Regions from separate parts of the Sus scrofa genome. Here region 2 is linked to region 1. Evidence: chromatin contacts called from public HiChIP or PLAC-seq data. All regions are on one chromosome and are shown on one strand. Each heading gives the region's core, a stretch centred on a gene start, on an enhancer-like site or on the middle of the called end of the contact. The rest is flanking DNA. Distances are from core to core; before and after follow the strand shown. Region 1 holds the start of MRPL15 (mitochondrial ribosomal protein L15). Region 2 holds the start of PCMTD1 (protein-L-isoaspartate O-methyltransferase domain-containing protein 1).

Region 1 (4,624 bases), core at 686-3,185:
TGGCCTTGATCGGTGTGTCAAGGATCCAGCATTGCCATAAGCTGTGGTGTAGGTCAAAGACAAGGCTAGGGGAGTTCCCGTCGTGGCTCAGTGGTTGACGAATCCGACTAGGAACCATGGGGTTTCGGGTTCGATCCCTGTCCTTGCTCAAGTGGGTTGAGGATCCGGCATTGCCATGAGCTGTGGTGTAGGTCACAGATGCGGCTCGGATCCCGAGTTGCTGTGGCTCTGGCTGGCAGCTACGGCTCCGATTTGACCCCTAGCCTGGGAACATCCACATGCTGTGGGAGCGGCCCTAGAAAGGACAAAAAAAAAAAAAAAGAACTCAAAGTAATGGTAGTTATCATGTATTGGGTGATGATAGAGGACCAGATTTTTATATATATTGTTGTGCTAAACAACCTCAAGAGCAGGCTCTGTAAGTATCTCCATTTGGCAGGTCTGAGTGCAAAGTCTGGCTTTTTTTTCCCTACTAAATCAGGCTAAGTTTCATTACCAAAAGTGGGTCACAGCAACAGGAGCAAGTTTGCTTCAAGTGGATTTAAATTTCTACCAAGCTATTTTTAGGTGATTCTCAGTAAGAATTAGAGATTTTCAGGTTGAGAAGCAAAGCAAAGTTACCTATGTCCTTCATTAAAGCCATATTTTGGGATTCGAAGGTAGAATGGAGTCTGGCCTCCCTCAAAGCCCAATCGGGGCCGGGTTCCTCTCTGCCGTTCTCCCTTGTGGCCTCTGCCACATTTTCTGCCTCTTCTCCGACCTCTTGGTCGTCTTTCCTACAAGGAAAGAGGAATGTTTTATGATCCACACACGCATCTGTTTAAATCATATTTCACCTTTGTGCTGTATCTTTTGGTTATGCCCTTCATTCATCCAACCAGCTAGCAATAGCCAAATTTACAAGGTTCCAGACACCATCCTGGCTGCCCTGAAATCCAAATACTCAACACTAACAGCTTTGCCTCTGAAGACGTAGCTGATTCTTGCAACCAAGTTGTGTTTCAAAGGCAAAGTTCCAAGAATGAGATGAGAAAAAGGATTCTATGACAGGCGGGAATTGAAGAAAATTCTAGAATTAAACATCCACGACTAGCAAAATTTATGTAATATTCAAGTGCATTTATTTTGAAATTAATTGTAAATATGCCACTGTTGCCCATATATAGTATTTTATTTAACTTAATTTCCTGTCACTTCACGAAATCAAGGAGTTCTTAAAGTGACAGTACGTCCACTAACAGCTCAGAGATTTACAGAAGAAACATCGAACATAGTATCTTTCCTATAAAGATAAAGACACAATGGAAAAAACTTCATTAAAACCCGTCTTAACGAGACAGTCGTTTTTAACTCCTGCGATTTCGCTCCTCGATAGTAAAATAATTATGCTCTTAAACCCGAACCTTGCAGAGAACTGAAACCACGTGGTCAGGTTTTCCCACGTCACTCAAGGAGACCTGGGGCCCGGCAGCCCCTCCCTCCTCCCAGAGCCTATGGACTCACAACCCTCAGGACCCCGCCACCGCGCCGACATCCGCAGCCTTACCGGTTTCCTGGAGCCCGGGTTCGGCTTCAGGTTGGCCAGACTCACACGGGGAAGGGCTCGCAGCAGGTCCAGGGCCCGGGGCCCACCGCCCTGCACGGGGCCGCCCATAACCCGTGCCGCAAAAGCCGCAAGGGCGCCGATCCACGTGATCTGGGACGCTGCTTTACGGCCGCGGCACCGCCCCTGTCGTGCTGTCAGTCCGCTGCGCCGCTTGCCGCGGGGCACACCGGGAGCCGGCTCCGCGTTGGAGGCAGCACGTGTCTCCCCATGTCTACCTCGTAGCGGCGTGATCCGGCTTTGTTTTCAGTTGGTTGGGGCTGGGCTATTTCGAGAGGTCGTGCCCCGACCCCGGCTCTGAATGTGCAGCGTTCTCTTGCGCTGCACCAGGCAGGCACTGAAAACGCTGTGTGTAGGAGTCCCTGGCCTGTGCTGTCACAACGTCTGGTCCTTAGAAGCAGGGCTGTCTCTGAGCTCCAGGTGGAGTGCAGAATAAGATCACCTGGACGCTGAAGCACTAGCTTGCGCTGGGCCAGTTGTATACACTATGGCCTGAAAAAAAGTTGTGCAATGTAAAGGTTGGAAGTTAAGTTTTATTTGGGGCAAAATGACTATAAAGTCTGGGAAACAGCGTTTCAGGGACCTCTGAGGAACTGCTTTGAAGAGGTAGGGGGAAGGTCAGTGTATACGATTTTAGTGAAGGGGGTACGTGCAATCAAGCACACGTTTTGGCAGACGTTTCCTGCTAGTCATCAGGAACAAATACCATGGTTAATGACTTTACGGCTTTTCTAGACAGGAGATGTAAAAATTTGGGTTCATAAAATCCCCCGAAAATATCTATGTGAAAGTTGTTCTGCCAGTTTTTCCCAGAGCACATTTCTGATCTCCATGCTTTCAGTATGTGTTGAAGCTCAGCAGCTGCAGTGGCTACTAACAATCCTAGGAGAGACAGATGGCTAGTGCCAATTTTTAGTTGGCACCAGTGAGATAAGAATACCTGAGGTCTAGGTATTGCAATGGCTGGCTAGTAGCAACTGTGAAAAAGACTCAAAACCCTGCATCCAGTCTGAGTGCCTCTGTTATGCTTTGACTGAGTCACTGAGATACTAACTCAAAAGCTGTTAATAATGAAGGAGCCAGGCTGAGTGCTTGGTATGTCAGTCACGTGCTGATTCAGCCTCATTTTGTTCAACTAAACAACTCCTCGTGGGGTAGATGTTTTATCACCTTTGACAGACTTGGCAGGGTTGGTAGTTGGACTAAGATCTCAGCAAGCCGCAGAGACAAGATTTGTACTTTGGCTCCTATTACATAAGTAATATTTTTTTATAACATGAAGCTGAATATCTGCAGCACAAAATACGTAACATTTTCACTGAATAAAATATGAGCTTCCCTATTTTTGTCTTAAGTGAGTGTAATATAGACCATGCTTCTTTCTTTTTCTTCTAATTTTTTTTTTTTTTTTTTTTTTTTTTTTTGTTTCACTGTCTGGGGTGTTGTTCCTGCTGTTCCTGTTAGTGTAAGTAAGAAATAACTTTGTGGAGCACAGCTACTTCCTTTTTTTTTTTTAAGGCCGCATCTATGGCATATGGAAGTTCTCAGGCTAGGGGTCAAATTGGAGTTATAGCTGCCAGCCTATACCACAGCCACAGCAACACCAGATCCAAGCTGAGTCTGCAACCTGCACTACAGCTCACAGCAACACCAGATCCTTAACCCACTGAGTGAGGCCAGGGATCGAACTGCGTCCTCATGGATATTAGTTGGATTCATTGCCACAACAGGAACTCCACTACATCTATTTTTAAACCTTTAAGAAGTCATTTTAAATCAAGTATAAAAAAACTGCCAAAAAAGAAGAGTTTGCATTCTCTCCTTTATTTAAGCAATATTTATGAGCAAGATACTGAACTTGTTACTGAAAAACGTACAAAGATAAAGTCAAACAAGATCTTGCTCCCAGATTGTTTGAAATGAGGTAGAGGAGACTTTCCAAAATTGAGTATTTTTTAAAAGTTAAAAAAAAAAGTAAGCCTCTTATAGCTCTAATAACACAAATCAAGAAAAATACAGATATGTGAGTTCTATAAAACGATATGAAGATAAAGTCCAGACTCTATTTAAAAGTGTAGAAAAAATATGGTGGAAAAAAATAGAAGCTAGGTCCTGCCTTTAAGTGTTTTCAATTCAATATATTTCATCATCTTTTTGTTAAAAATTTCATACTTCTGGGAAGAAAATTGCAAAACATGTTGCAAAATACTGCCTACAGAAAGACACACCATATTTCCCCTTAATCAGAAAATCATTGTACTAAGTAATGAGCTCCTGGGTGAGTGTTAACGCCAATAATTTTTTTATCATTGAAAAATTTTATTGGATAAAAGAGATACAGGATATATAAAACAGCGTGCTGACTTCCAGGAAGTAGATTTTCTTTGTTGGCTAGGTTGTATAATGTTATTGGTGGGCATAGGTTAATAGTGGGAATAATAATAGTTCGCAGTTAATTGTAGGCTACCTGTTTGTTTATCCAGTAATGCAGCATGTTGCCCTAGCTTATAAAGCAGTCAAAATAATTTGGTGAGTCTCATCTCTGTTGTAAGAATGTAAATTAAGGGTGTGTGGTGAGTAAGTCATCGACCTTTAAGCCTATAGAAGTTTTACATCATTGTTATTAATGCAGGATAATTTTATTTTTTAGGGCCACGCTTGTAGCATATGGAAGTTCCCAGGCTAGGGGTCGAATCCAAGCTGCATCTTCGACCTACTCCACCAGCTTGTAGCAACACTGGATCCTTAGCCCACTAAGGCTGGTATTGGATACTATTCAGGTTCGGGTTCTTAATCAAACCACAATGGGAACTCCAGGATAATATTTATTAAGCATCCGCATGCTTGAAGTGTTGTGCTAGCCCCTGTTTAAATCACACTAAGAAAACCCTGTAATAAGAAGACATCTCAGCAACTACTTATTATGCATCCTGACTCCAGCCCTGGTCAGTAGCGACTCCTCATTGTAAAGGAATGAGGTGAACCCTATAAAGGTGGTGTAACTTCAAGTCCTTTGGGCAG
Region 2 (4,624 bases), core at 781-3,280, 1.0 Mb after region 1:
CCTAGCCTGGGAACCTCCATATGCCGCAGGAGCGGCCCTAGAAAAGGCAAAAAGACCAAAAAAACCCCAAAATGAAACAAAACAAAAAAACATAAATTTCTATTTCTTAAAATCTGTAAGGAAATGCCGATGTGTTGTCCTTGTTTTTCAAACATAGAGAAATAAGTATAGTAAAGCTAACTTTCTTTAGAGAGGAACTATTTATTTTTATTGTTTCTTTTGCGGGTAGCAGGTGGTGGACTTTTAACTGTACTGAAAACAGCACAAGGAAAAACAATAGCAGAACAAAGCAGTTCCTTATTTGGTGGATTTTCCCCAGACACTGCAGGTCAAATGAAAGATATGAGGAAATTCTTTCAGGCCTCAGACCAGAATTGGCACTTCTCACATAACCAAGGCCCATAACACAACAGAGTTGACTGCAAATAACTAGATGATTTAAGGTTAATCTGGGCAATAAATGAAGACCTTCAATCATAAGGCTGAAGAAAACATGCAACAACTCTAGCCAAGACTTTGGAAAATGTCAACTTCTAGGATGGTGACAGTAGTTTGTATTCTAAATTTAGCTCGACAAGCATCTGTTGAATGCTTTATGTGTGGAAATTACAACGTTCCTCTCTGCAAAGCATTCTGTAGTCACAAAGTATTCACTCTGGCTATTTTTTTGCTTAATATTAAAATCGCAGCAAGTTGGTATGAATAATAAAGTTATCAGAGCAAGTATTACTTTCCTGTTGCCAGGACCAGACTTGCTGCAACAATGCACCAAGAACTCTAGGTATAAACTATCTTGTAGGCATCTAAATTAATCAGTCTAAATAAATCTCTAAGTAATTCCAGATGATGGAATAATTTAAAATTATCCATGAAAGGTGCTAAATGGAGGAACAATGAGAAAAGGGCTGAAGGAGGAAAACCCCAGGAAGATGCTGGGTTGCGGCTGCTTTCCTGTTGAACTACTCGCCCACAGCACTTGGTCCTGTTTATTAACCTAGTACTTACTAGCAGTCTTACTAAAAAATGACCTGTGGTCAACTTTCATGCAGTTGTGAGAAAAAAGGTCTCAAACTCTGAAAAATTCCTATAGCAGGATGGAGAGAGTAAAGAAAATACAAGAAATGAAGAGGAAGAAAGAGGATCAAGAGTGCAGCAGTTGTTTAATGATTTTAGCTACTTTTCTACCCTGGCCATTTTTTCTTATTTAGCTTATGGTAAGGTTTTCATGTGCTCAAATCTCTGCCTGGGATGGCAGCAAGCGAACCCTTTATGACTGTTACTTGACTCCACCGGTTAGGGTGCCCTGAGACCACGCTGGGGGGGGGGGGGGCAAGGAACCCAAGGACCAAGGGCGATGGCCCATGGAGAAATTCTGCAGCTCAGAGTTGAACGTCCACCTGATTTGCATTCATATTCCATTTGGTGCAAATAAAATCGCTGACCTGGACCGCAGACAACCTTAGCAGTTTTGCTCTGGTTTGCAAGCTCTTCCCTGGCGATGTCAGCCCTGACCCTGCTTGCAGGTTCTTCGTGAAGAGCATGTGATTTAACCACTTCTGCACACAGTCAGCTTGGTGGGAAACAGCGCCCCGGGCTTTCTAGCCAACGCGTTCACCGGAGGCAGCTCGCCAGCTAGGCCGCCTCACTTGAGCTCGTCTGCAAACCGCAGCCCAAGAAACCACAGGCCCAACGCTTGGACGTGCACCCGGCGCGGCAACCCCGGGCTCGGCTCCCGGGCCCGCCGCCGGTCGAGGAATGAGTGGCCCGCGCTGACCGACAGACAGGCGCCCACACGCCGGCAGAGCCGCTCAAGGCCGGGGACAGGCCTCGGCTCCGTGGCGAACGCGAACACAACAAACCAGGAAGGCTATTCGATCATCCACACCCGCGGCTGCGGGAGCGGAGAGCCTGCTCTCGCGGAGTCTCTCGCGGCCTCAGGACCCCGGGCCGCGTCAAGACCTCGCGTTGTTTGGGCCTGGGGGCGGGGCGCCCCAAGGGGCGGAGCCGGATGGGGCGGCCCCTGGCCTTGTTGACTTCGGCGTCCTCGCGCGCGACCCACGCACCCGCCGCCGTCCGCGCATGCCCGGTCTCCGACGGCTCCGAGGCCGCGGCGCTCGGGCTTCCTCAGCCCGCGTCCGGGCCCCGCCCCTCCCCCCTGCGGTGGCGGCGGTGGCGGCGGCGGCGGCGGAGGAGGAGGACGTGTTGTTGTGGCGGCGGCGGCGCCGGCTGCGGCGGAGCCCGCCAAGTCCCAGCGCCTCACCTGCGCCCGCCGCGGAGGGCCGGCAGACCGCCTCGCCGCAGGTAACGCCGCCGCCCGCGGGTTGGGGCAGGGGCCGGGCCGAGAGGTCGGGGTCCCAGGGGCCGGAGAGGGTCGCGGGGGTCGCGGGGCTGGGGGGCCCAGAGGTCGGGCTGGGCGGCTGAGGGGGCGGGGGTCTGGGGGGTCCAAGGTGTCGGAGGGATCCGGGCCCGGTGTCTGAGGGGGGTTGAGGGGGCCAGAGGTCGAGGGGACTGGGGGCGTCTGGGCCTGGCGGCTGGGGGGGGGGTGTCGAGGGGGTCGGGGGGAGTCTGGGAGCCGGGGGGCGGGCTCCAAGGGGTCGAGGGGACGGGGGGTTTGGGCCTGGCGGCTGGGGGGCCGGAGTCGAGGGAGTCTGGGGGCGAGGGCGTCTAAGGGGTCGAGGGGCTGGGGGTCTGGGCCGGCGGTCCAGGGGCGTAGAGGGGGCTGGGAGGTCAGGAGAACCGGGGGTCTGGAGGAAGTCGGGTCCTGGGCTGCTGGGGGTAGAGGGGCGGCGCTGGGGCTCTGGCCTGCCCTCGCCCTGTGACTTTGTTGTTGTTTGCGGCTGGAGGAGGAGCCCGGCCCACGTCGGCCCGGGAGCCTCGGCGCGGCGCCTGGCGGGGTTTCAGGGGCTGGCGCGGCGCTGGCGTTTGCTCACTTTCGGTGTTTCTGTCGGAGCGTTTCCTGCTGTTTAAGGGCGGGCGGGCCTTCTTGGGGCTTCAAACGCCGGCGTAGACAGGACCCAGGGGTGATTTTGCTAATATGAGGCTTCCCCGCCTCCGTCCAGTGCTGTGTTTTCGCCTGTCCTCTTTTTAAAATTGAGAGGTCCTGAGTATATTTTTGAAATTACATACTAGAAAAATTGGGGTATAGAGGAGAAAGTACGGTTTTACCAACAGTTTTTTTTTTCTCCCAGTTTATTTTTTATTTTTGCACAAAGTATTACATGGCTCTTTAAGAAAAAACTAAGCAGCAGCCCAGCAATGCAGTTTGCTCCCCCTCTCTCCCCGCCCCATTTCATCCCATCTTACTACCCTGGCTAACCAGTATTAAAGTGTGGTGTTAGGCCATGAAGGATATTTCTGTGCATGTTATAAGTATATTTTAAAAGCAAAATTGGGATCATGTATAGCATATAGTTTTTATTGGCCAACAATACTCACGGATATTTGTCCGTTTTATTACGTCTCATTCTTTTTAAAAACCGCAGAGCTATATTTTATTGCTGAACATCGTCTTCAATATTTCTATGATCTTTTGACTTTTAAATAGCATTTATTTATTTATTTGTCTTTTTAGAGCCACACCCATGGCATATGGAAGTTCCAGGCTAGGGGTAGAATCAGAGCCTCAGCTGCCCCAACCTCCACTGCCACATCCACGCTGCTTCTGGGACCTACACCACAGCTCACAGTGACTCCAGATTCTTAACACACTGAACGAAGCCAGGGGTCAAACCCGTGTCCTCATGGATGGTTCCTTACCATGAGCCACAGTGGGAACTCCCTTAAATAGCTTTTAATAGGGTCTACAAACTAACACGGAAACATAACGTTGGTAAAATGTTCAGAATGTCTAAGGCCAGTTGGCGATACTTACATATTAGGAAGTTGAGTAATATGTTTACACAGAGCTTCATGGTAGCTTACATGAGGCTTGGATGACTTTGTAAAGCAGATTGCTAAAATAGTTTATTATTTGTTTTTTTAAGTGCATTTTTCAGAGTAAACTTAAATTCCATATGGTCAGCTGAAAACAAATCAAGTCCCTCAAATGTGAGATGGCCTGTGCATGAAGAAGAGTTAAAGTTGAAAACAGTAGCCCACAGAATTTGTATTTCAGACAGGTAAAAAGTGTTTTGATAGTAAACCATAGGAAATGAACCATTAAGTGGTAAGATGATGCTAACTGCTTATTATCCAATAGGACAAAGCTAGGAAATCTCTGTTACATTTGATATTTTTGAGTGCAGAAGAGCTGGAGGCCTTGCTGATTTAATCATTGACCTGTATTTATTAAAAATGTGCTGTGTGTTCATGTTGGTGCTAGCTTCCAGGGAAGACAGCTGAGTGAGGTAATCACAAACAATGCAGAACCTGAAATCTCAGGCCCAGTTGTGTGGCATTTTATTATTTGGGGAACTGTGTTGAGAAGTCAAAAACATCCATGGCATTTTAGTTGTCGCCACTGGTAACAATGCTTTTTCTTAGGTGTTCCTCACAACATAGGTGACATGGGTTTTTAAATGGAGATTAATACCTTTTTGCATTTTTGGTGGGGGTTACCTTAGACTCAGGTGTGCTTAATCCAAGAGCCTGCTTTGTGCTCTGCTGTGCTGCCCCTCGTTAATGT

What was found. HiChIP or PLAC-seq counts read pairs in DNA pulled down with a chosen protein or histone mark.
Region 2: an H3K27ac HiChIP or PLAC-seq map of alveolar macrophages shows a contact between it and region 1. The contact joins the promoter of PCMTD1 here to the promoter of MRPL15 in region 1. A contact is called at or near these places in 1 of 5 promoter capture datasets (liver) and 1 of 2 datasets of contacts at active chromatin or transcription factors (alveolar macrophages).

The regions. Positions count from the first base shown.
Region 1 is chr4:77,073,887-77,078,510 of Sscrofa11.1, forward strand. It overlaps MRPL15 (mitochondrial ribosomal protein L15), which reads right to left and starts at 1,936. Exons shown (of 5, transcript NM_001243528.1): 1 at 1,547-1,936; 2 at 622-776. The coding sequence starts at 1,654.
Region 2 is chr4:78,096,991-78,101,614 of Sscrofa11.1, forward strand. It overlaps PCMTD1 (protein-L-isoaspartate O-methyltransferase domain-containing protein 1), which reads left to right and starts at 2,031. Exons shown (of 6, transcript XM_021089409.1): 1 at 2,031-2,301.